Linked DNA regions of Oryctolagus cuniculus: region 1 is linked to region 2. Evidence: chromatin contacts called from public Hi-C data. All regions are on one chromosome and are shown on one strand. The core of a region is the stretch at or near the end of the contact, and the rest is flanking DNA. Distances in the headings are between cores, read along the strand shown.

The links. A called contact is a pair of places that touch in the nucleus more often than the background predicts.
Region 1: a Hi-C map of an unstated tissue shows a contact between it and region 2, with 2.5 times the contacts expected there. The contact joins two enhancer-like sites. A contact is called at or near these places in 2 of 6 Hi-C or Micro-C datasets (skin fibroblasts and an unstated tissue).

The regions. Positions count from the first base shown.
Region 1 is chr13:4,115,332-4,119,688 of mOryCun1.1, forward strand. All of the region lies in intron 17 of PLA2G4A (phospholipase A2 group IVA), which reads left to right. Among named protein-coding and RNA genes, the nearest start is that of PLA2G4A, 110 kb to the left of the region's middle. Within about 2 kb of position 2,685, at least 1 of the 8 cell types and tissues checked has an H3K27ac peak or open chromatin away from gene starts, as enhancers often do.
Region 2 is chr13:3,962,036-3,966,286 of mOryCun1.1, forward strand. No RefSeq gene overlaps it. Among named protein-coding and RNA genes, the nearest start is that of PLA2G4A, 42 kb to the right of the region's middle. Within about 2 kb of position 2,391, at least 1 of the 8 cell types and tissues checked has an H3K27ac peak or open chromatin away from gene starts, as enhancers often do.

The DNA.
Region 1 (4,357 bases), core at 1,435-3,934, 150 kb after region 2:
GCACCTGGGCAGGTAGCATCAGCGCACACTCTGCTCAGAAATCGCAACTTTGATCTTGAGGGAATGGTCTTCTGAGGTCTGCTTGGCAGGGCCGGTTGATTGAGCCACCACAGACGGCTGTGCTGTTTGCCAGTTAACTCAGGAGGCATTGTCCAAGAATCTGTCAAGTGTCCGTTTACTCAGGAGATGACAGTGATGCGTAATAATAAGCCTTTAATTTTTTTCAAACCGCCCATCAAGTGTTCAATGTAATAATTAAAGTGGGGAAAAGCACATCTCCAGAAGTAGTGATGGCTACTTAATTTACTGATGGTTTATCCTCTTGCTAAGAGTTTTCAGCGCAGGCAAGCTTCTTATCTTTGAAGCTGACTCGTGTTTCATGCCTGTGGGGGAAGAAAGGCACCGTGCCTCTCCTGCCCATGTTAAAGGGGCACTGCCGACATTTCCTTGTTTAAAAATCATCATTTGAAAGACAGGGTTAGAGGGGGGGAGAGAGAGACAGCTTCCATCCGTTGGTTCACACTCCAAATGCCTGCAACAGCTAGGGCTGGGCCAGGCTGAAGTCAGGAGCCTGGGACTCTATCTGGGTCTCCCATATGGGTGTCAGGGGCCCAAGGACTTGGGCCATCATCTGATGCTTCCCCACATGCATCAGCAGGCAGCTGGATCAGAAGTGGGGAGTCCAGGACCCTAACCAGCTCTCATGTGGGATGCTGGTGTCACGGGCAGCAGCTTGATCAGCTGCACCACAATGCCAGGCCCCACTGCTGACATTCCTGTAACAAAAGACAGGTTAACCAGAGGAAAGTATAACAAATTTATGGTAATATGGTTTTATCTGACATGGAGCCTTCAGGAGGAAGACCCAAAGAAGTGGGGGTGTCATCTGTTTCTATGTTTGGGTTGGAAGAAGCCTGGACAGCCTTGTGGAGGAGAATACGGCCTGAGGGTACCCGTGCCAGTGGGAATCTGGGCAAGGCTGTCTGCTCGGATTCTTCTGGGCCTCTCGGAGCAGCATTCCTTCCTCATAGCTGTGGGGGAGGACTCTTAGAAACGAGGGTCTGGTGATCTGCTACCAAACAAAGTAGGTCAGAGTGTTTCCTTATGGCTAGCTCTGAGACAGAAAGGTGGGGGATTACAGGGATATTTTTAGACTTTATGGCTTGTTTTGGGAAAAATAGATTCCAGCTAATGTGACACACATTCGGGAAAAGGAATCCTTGTTCCTGAGGCTGCTTTGGGGTGAGGGAAAGTAAACAACGGGACAGGGAGGTAGGAGAGTCAGAGGGAAACCTTTACAGAGACCTTTGTTTTGGGGTTTCACGCTCTGAGCCCCAACAGGCCCAAACTCACCCTATTTTCTATGCTGTGTGCCATTTCTTCCCATCTCAGTTATCCATTAATTCAACCGTATGTTTCACATGTCTACTGTGCCAGATACTGTGTTAGGAACTAGGCACATAGCAATAGATGACACAAAAAGAACAGGGCAAAGTTTGGAGTGCTTACTACACACAAGTCAGATACTTCCCCCAAATATTTAACACTCAGAATCAGCCTGTGAGGCTTTTTTTTTTTTTTTTTTTTTTTTAATTTACAGATGAGGAAACTGAGCCATGGGTTATTTAGGCAAATTATTGGATGTCACAATACTCCTGTGGGGGGAGCTGAGACGGGTCATAGGGCTTTTCTTGCTGCTCCCCGATTCTTGAACCGTTTATCCTCCAAGCAGCCTTTCTGCTGTTTCTTGGTGTCCCAGGACACAACCTGCTTTCCTGCTGTGTCCTGGTGGGCCCCACTTGCACCTGCAGTTTGTATCCAGTTGTCCCACCGCAGTGCCTGGTCCTTCCTCTCTGCTTACCCAACCCTGCTTGCCCTTCAACTCAAGTTTCCTTGCCCCATGAACCAAACATTATCCTGTATAGTCTGACTTTCAGTGAGTGTCCTCTGTACTTTTATTAATTTTGCAAATGTTTATTATGCATTTCCATGTTCTAAGTGCTGGAATCAGAAATGACAAGACTAATAAGGCCCTTTCTTTCATGACATTTCAATTCTTCCAGGGAAGGCAGACTAAAATTGGCCAACAAATTCAGTCACCTAGATCAACATATCTTGCTGTAGTCTCCTCTATTTGTAATATTTTTTTTTTTACTTCTCTCTCAAAATACAATGTAACTTCCTCTCTTGGGCTTTTATTTCCTAGTAGAGGAACAAAAAGTTTATATTTGTGAATTGCCTATTATCTGACTTCTCCAAATTTGTTCTTTTTTGGGAGTGGAGGGTGAGCTCACCTTTTCTGCTTTCATTTGAATTCTGGAATCTTTTTCCCTCCTCCTTATGTCCTGCCTTTATTGCCGAGAGTCATGTTTCGACAATTCGGGGGCTTCTGAGTAGCTCCGGTGGAGGAAGGTACAGGCCAGACTTCGGTGGGCAGAGGATCTGGAGAAGATTGCGACAGTGCTGCGGGATGTCCACGAATTTCCAAGAAGGAAAGAGGAAATTAGATATAAACACCTTAAGATGCAGTAAATCTGACATCCTCTTTTGGGGTAAATCCCATGGTAGTGTGTGGGGTGCCATGGGTTTGACTCTAGCATCTGACCTAGTAGTGAGTTTAGCTTCTTCTGTTTCTTCACAGAGAGCCATGGGCTCTACTTCACCGTTTACAGCTGGAGACCTACCAGAAACTGACTCAGTCATTTCAGCTCCCAGGAACTGTGTATTTTCTGCAGTACGCTGAGGAGTCTGGTTAATAGTTTCATGGTGTTAGTCTGCCACCTGGTGGCTCAGCTTATGTAGTCTACGTGCTTACGACTTTCAGTTGAGCATGAACACTTGTTCATTTTCTTTTCTAAGAACAGCCTGCTAACTAGGAACATCAGATGAGTCCAGTTACGCTGAATCCGGGAGTTCATGCTCTTGATATTGGTGTTTTTGTGCTCATGAATTCATTATAAAGGAATGACAGCAGACATTATCAGTGTGAGTTCCCTGTAGCCTTTTCTATTTCAAAGCTTCGTAGGTATTTGAAAGTTAGTAGTTACTTTTGATTTTACTTGGTGTTTCTCTGAGGTTGGGATGATGTTTTTAGCCTCTATGAAGGAGACAGTGGACAACTTGCTCTGTGGATCTCTAGAAAGGCAGAGAGACTCTTAGATGTAGAAGGATACTTTGAATAGTAGAATTTTCTTTTATGAAGATTTATTTTATTGACTTGAAAGGCAGAGTGACAGAGGGAGGGAGAGACAGAGAGGGCTTCTGTCTGCTGGCTCACTCTGCAAATGGCTGTAGTGGCTGGGGCCTGGTCAGGCTGAAACTAGGAGGCAGCAACTCCATCCGGATCTCCAACATGGGTGGCAGGGGTCCAAGTACTTGGGATACCAATCGCTGTTTCTCAGATGAATTAGCAGGGAGCTGGATTGGAAGCAGAGCTGGGACTCGAACTGCTGCTCCTGTAGGGGCTGCTGCTATTGTAGGTGGTGGCTTAGCCTGCTACTCCACAACGTTGTCTTCTTCAGAGCTGGTTTGTTGACATATGCCATGTAATAAGGTGATTTATCACTATTCTGTTAATTTCTTGCAAACTTCATAGCTTCATCTCTAATTTAGCCTCACTTCAAGTTTTTATCACATATAGCCAATTTAAAAATAACACCAGGTTAAGCTGCAGCATCTTGGCATCCCATATCAGACTGCTGGTTTGAATCCCAGCTCTTCTGCTTCTGACCTGGTACCCTGCTCATGTGCCTGGGAAGGCAGCCAAACATGGCCGAGTGCTCGGGCCCCTTTCTCCCATGTGGGAGACTAGGATGGAGTTCCAGGCTCCTGGTTTGTGTCTGGTCCGGCCCTGGTTGTTGTGACCATTTGGGGAGTAAACCAGTAGATGGAAAATCTTTCTGTCACTTTGCCTTCAAATAAATGAAAAAATCTTTTGAAAAGAATAGCAACAGTAATAGATGCTAGTTTTGAGATGTTTTCTGAATATCAGGCATTGTGTGAAGCACTTTGTATAAAAGATCCCAATACCTACAAATCCCCAGATTGGTAATACTATTCCCTTTTTAAAGAAAGGATACCATGCTTGAGGAGTTGAACTAATTTCTGTTGACCTCACATGGCCCAGAAGTATCTGGGCCTGGATGCCTTTGGTCAGTGGCTCCTTCATAGGAGAACCATTTCCTGCTGCCAGAGGACCCCTGGTGTTTCTCCAGCTCATGAAATGTGGGGTCCACAAATATCTGCCTTTCTCAAAAGACTGGGTAACATTTGAGCCCATTTTCCCCAGTAGATAGATATATTATTTTTAAAATAAAGCATATCAAAGAATCACTCTGCTGTGATCCCTCTTTCTGGA
Region 2 (4,251 bases), core at 1,141-3,640:
GTGAGGTTGGATTTGTGAATCACATATAAAAACAGACTTTAACCAAAAGAATATATTGCAGTAGACAGAATACAGAAACAATATGAAAATCCAGTCATCTTCTATTCAGCTAGACAAGAAAGTGGTTTGCAAAGTCATCCAATAATGCCACTCAAGTCAGGTTTGAAAAATCAAATAAAATGTGCCTACGACCATGTCCACAACTGCTAGCCTTCTTAGGAACCCAGTAGTGGGCTCCTTCTCTGCTCTCCAACCCAGAGTAACTCCACTGCTGTCTCTCTCTCTATGCATAAGTGTCTTGTCCAGAGCTAGAGAGCTCCATTTTTTTTTTTTTTGGTCTATTGCCAAATTGTGCAGCTTGCTCCTTTGACAGTTCTTATTTGTTCTTTTCCTCTGTCCCTACCACCCTCCTGTCATCCAGACAAGATCTCTGTAACAGCTTTGAAGCTGCCTCTCTGCTTCCAGGTGCTAAAGTCCTCTACAGCATTGGTTTGGTGCAGCCACTTGCAGGAATGAAACCCTGCCGAGGCTCTCATTCCCTTTCGAGTTCCCAGCCCAGCATTCAGGGGCGCTCAGCATTCTTATTTGTCCCCACAGCTCATCTGCAACACTGTCCCGGTTCTGCATGGGATGTGTTGACGCCTATACAGCAGCATGCCATCTCTCTTTTCCAGTCACAACTTCCCATCCTCATTCCTAGCTCGTGTCCTGACTTTTCCTTGAAATGTTCTCTTTTTTTTTTATAGAACACGTAGAAATAAAAATATCCGTCAGCAATATGATTGGAGTGCTTTCTCTGTGTTCTGCACCATTCTAACACCATATGTGTGTTCTTACCTCAAATCCTCGTGCTAGGTGACATGGACACATCATTGCTTATTGTTGAGAGGCAGTTAGAGAAGCAGTAGCCTGTGGGTTAGAGGACTGATTTTTAAGCTCATAAGTCCATTTATGATTAAGGGAATTTGGACAAGTTTTAACATCTTTTGGTATTTGGTTTTCTCATTTGTAAATGGATATATGCTAATAACATGCATCTCACAGGATCATGGCAAGATAAAGTAGTCCTAAGAGAATGTCTTACAATTGGGAAAGCTTCATGTGCTACTCAGAGTTCTCCAGAGAAATAAGACCTGTAGGATATATAGGTGTTGATGGAGTTTTCTGTAAGAAGAGATTTTTTTTTTTAAATAGAAACTAGCTGATGTGATTATGGAGGACAAGAGTTCCACAGATTTCTACCTTCAAGCTGGAGAATCGGGGGAGACAGTGGAACAATTCATTCCAGGCCCAAAGCCTGAGTAGCAGAGGAGCTAGTTACTTAAGTCCCAGGTCAAGGTCTCAAGCCTAAGACCTATGAGTTCTGATGTCCCAGGACAGGAGAAGATGGTGTCCCAGGACAGGAGGGAGAGCAAATCCCCATCTACCTTTTGTTTGATCCAGTCCCTCAGTGGATTGGATGGTGCTCACCACAATGGCTCAGAAGATCCTGTTTACGCAGTCGACTGATTCCGGTGCTAGTCTCTTCCAGAAACTCACTTACAAACACACCCAGAAACAATTTTTCCATCTATCTGGTTGTCCCTTAGCCTGGTCAAGTTGGCATTTTAAAATTTAGCATCAAGCTTCATTAGAATGCTTATTATTGTTGTTTCATAGTTTCATGTGTGTATGTATTTTTATATCTCAAATTAGTTTATGAGCTATTGAAAGGGAAGTATTGAGTAGCTCTTTACTTTTGAATAGCCCTGGGTAACTAGTGTATGATAAAGATTTGAATAAACCTTGTTGGATGTGGAAATACGTTTTCACAAAAGAAAAGCCGGGAGGGCTGTGGTATCCCACAGTAATTTTCACTTGTTTTGCTAAGGAAAGATGATACAGGATGGAGAGGTTAGCAACAGGGAGACTAATGCTACTTTCAGTGAGGGATTGTCTCATACTTAGGAAAACAGTCTTACTACTGAAATTCCTTGAACCACAGGAATTTTTAAAACATTCCATGATAAATCATTCATAGCTTTTCAATTGAGAAGGAGGTCAAATTTTTTCAGGGAAGGAGCGAATCCAAAAAGAGCAGACTTAGTATGAATCAACATGAAAAAATGAAACTATAATAGAAAAGTAGTTTAGCTAACTTCTGGGAAGGTAGCTTGCCTCTTACACAAAATAACTTCTTAAAAAGATTAAAGCTGAAGTCATCTACATATCTAAGCTCCTAAGATTCAGCCAGCTGAAGGATCAGTAGCTTCTATGAAATGTTGTGGGACTACAAGGAAACAAGGGTGAGATGAGTCCCTTACAGTGCCACCAGAATTATAAGAAATGCGATGAAATTCCCAGTAACGAAATGCGGACTTGAGCCAGCACACAGCGATGATCCAATGAACACATATAGCCTGTTCTGGAATGGGCTGAAAGAGACCGGCAAGAGAAGGACCACAGCACCGTGCTTGTGTGTGCATGTGAGAGAGAGGGCAGCAGTCCCCGCAGACAGGGGCCTCAAAGGCGTATGATGAACTCTCAGGCGCCTGCACCCAAGAGGATGGTGCCTGCCCGGCTCCTTCCCACTGCCCTTCTCCAGGCAGCACACCTGCTCCTGCCTGACCCCTGTGTGCGGTGGTGCGTGGTTCTGCTTCCGGCTCTGGAACCGGGTCTGGGGAAGTATCACAAGCCCTAGTTTGTTTGCTGACTGGGCCTCAAGTAAGGAAATGACTAACCCTTCTCTGACTTTGAGCTTCACCTAGCTCCTGTCTTCTGCTTCTTAGGATGGAAGTGAGTCCTTCCTTGGATAACCCTGCTCCTTTGTTCCTACGCCCAGGCTGATCTGATGTCCTGCTCAGTAAGCAGGTTACTTTTCACTTCTCTTTTCCTCTTTGTCACAAACATATAACCTATTCTTCTTTTTGCCTTCCTACAAAATATAGAAAATAGATTGCATGGCTTTAAACTGCTTAAGTTGAAAAAGCACCTAAAATATCATAAATCTAGTTTTCTTCTCATTGAGGGAAGAGTGGATATTCCGTGAAAGCAGGTTAAGAAGAATGTCGGACCCTTTATTTGTTGACATGAAGCCCAGGGCCGACAAAGCCTTCTGCCCCTGACCCGTTGAGCAAGTGCGACAGTGACTTGGGGCCAGAGCAGTAGAGGCAGCCCTTAGCTCCACATTCCAAGCTGTGGATGGAGTGGAAGACCTGCACCATGCTCCACAGCACTGTTGGAAACATGGCTCATTTATGTCGGTCTTCAGCAAAGTGTGTGACGTGCCAAGCTGCACGCTAGCTTTTAGGGATTTGTAAGCTGAGTGAGACAACAGTTTGTCCTCCAGGAGTCCTTGGTCCAGTAAGGTGGAGAGATGGAGCTGTGGTGATACACCAACACGTTAGGAATGTGGTGAAATTCATCCATGCTGAATAGTTACAAGCGGCAAAATTGCAAAATATCAGTAATAGGCCGGCACCACGGCTCAATAGGCTAATCCTCTGCCTGCGGCGCCAGCACCCCAGGTTCTAGTCCTGGTAGGGGTGCCGGATTCTGTCCCTGTTGCCCCTCTTCCAGCCCAGCTCTCTGCTGTGGCCTGGGTGTGCAGTGGAGGATGGCCTAAGTGCTTGGGCCCTGCACCCGCATGGGAGACCAGGAGAGGCACCTGGCTCCTGGCTTCAGATCAGCGCAGGGTGCTGACTGCAACACGCTGGCTGCAGTGGCCATTGGGGGGTGAAACAACGGAAAAGGAAGGCCTTTCTCTCTGTCTCTCTCTCTCACTGTCTACTCTGCATGTCAAAAAAAATAAAAATAAAAAAAATTTAAAAACCCAAAATATCAGTAATAATTAAGGTACAATTTTATTTGACATTTCTTGCTTTTTATCTCTTGAGAATTCATGAAGTATGTTGGTAAATGAATATTAGGATATAAAAGAAGCAACACCTGTGGTTAAAAAATGTTGTAGTTGATCATAACGATAGGACTAAGAGCCAAAGGGATCACATAAACAAGACTAGTGTCTGCAAATACTAGCTGATAGAATAAAAAAGGGAGAGAACGATCCAACATGGGAAGTGAGATACACAGCAGACCCATAGAATGGCAGATGTCCTAAACAGCACTCTGGCCTCAGAATCAGCCCTTAAGGCATGCGGATCCGGCTGAAAGGCCCATGAGAGTATTTCAGGCATGGAAAGCCAAGACACTATGGCAAAAAAAAAAAAAAAAAAAAAAAAAAAAATCCACAAAACCTAAATGAAAGATCTC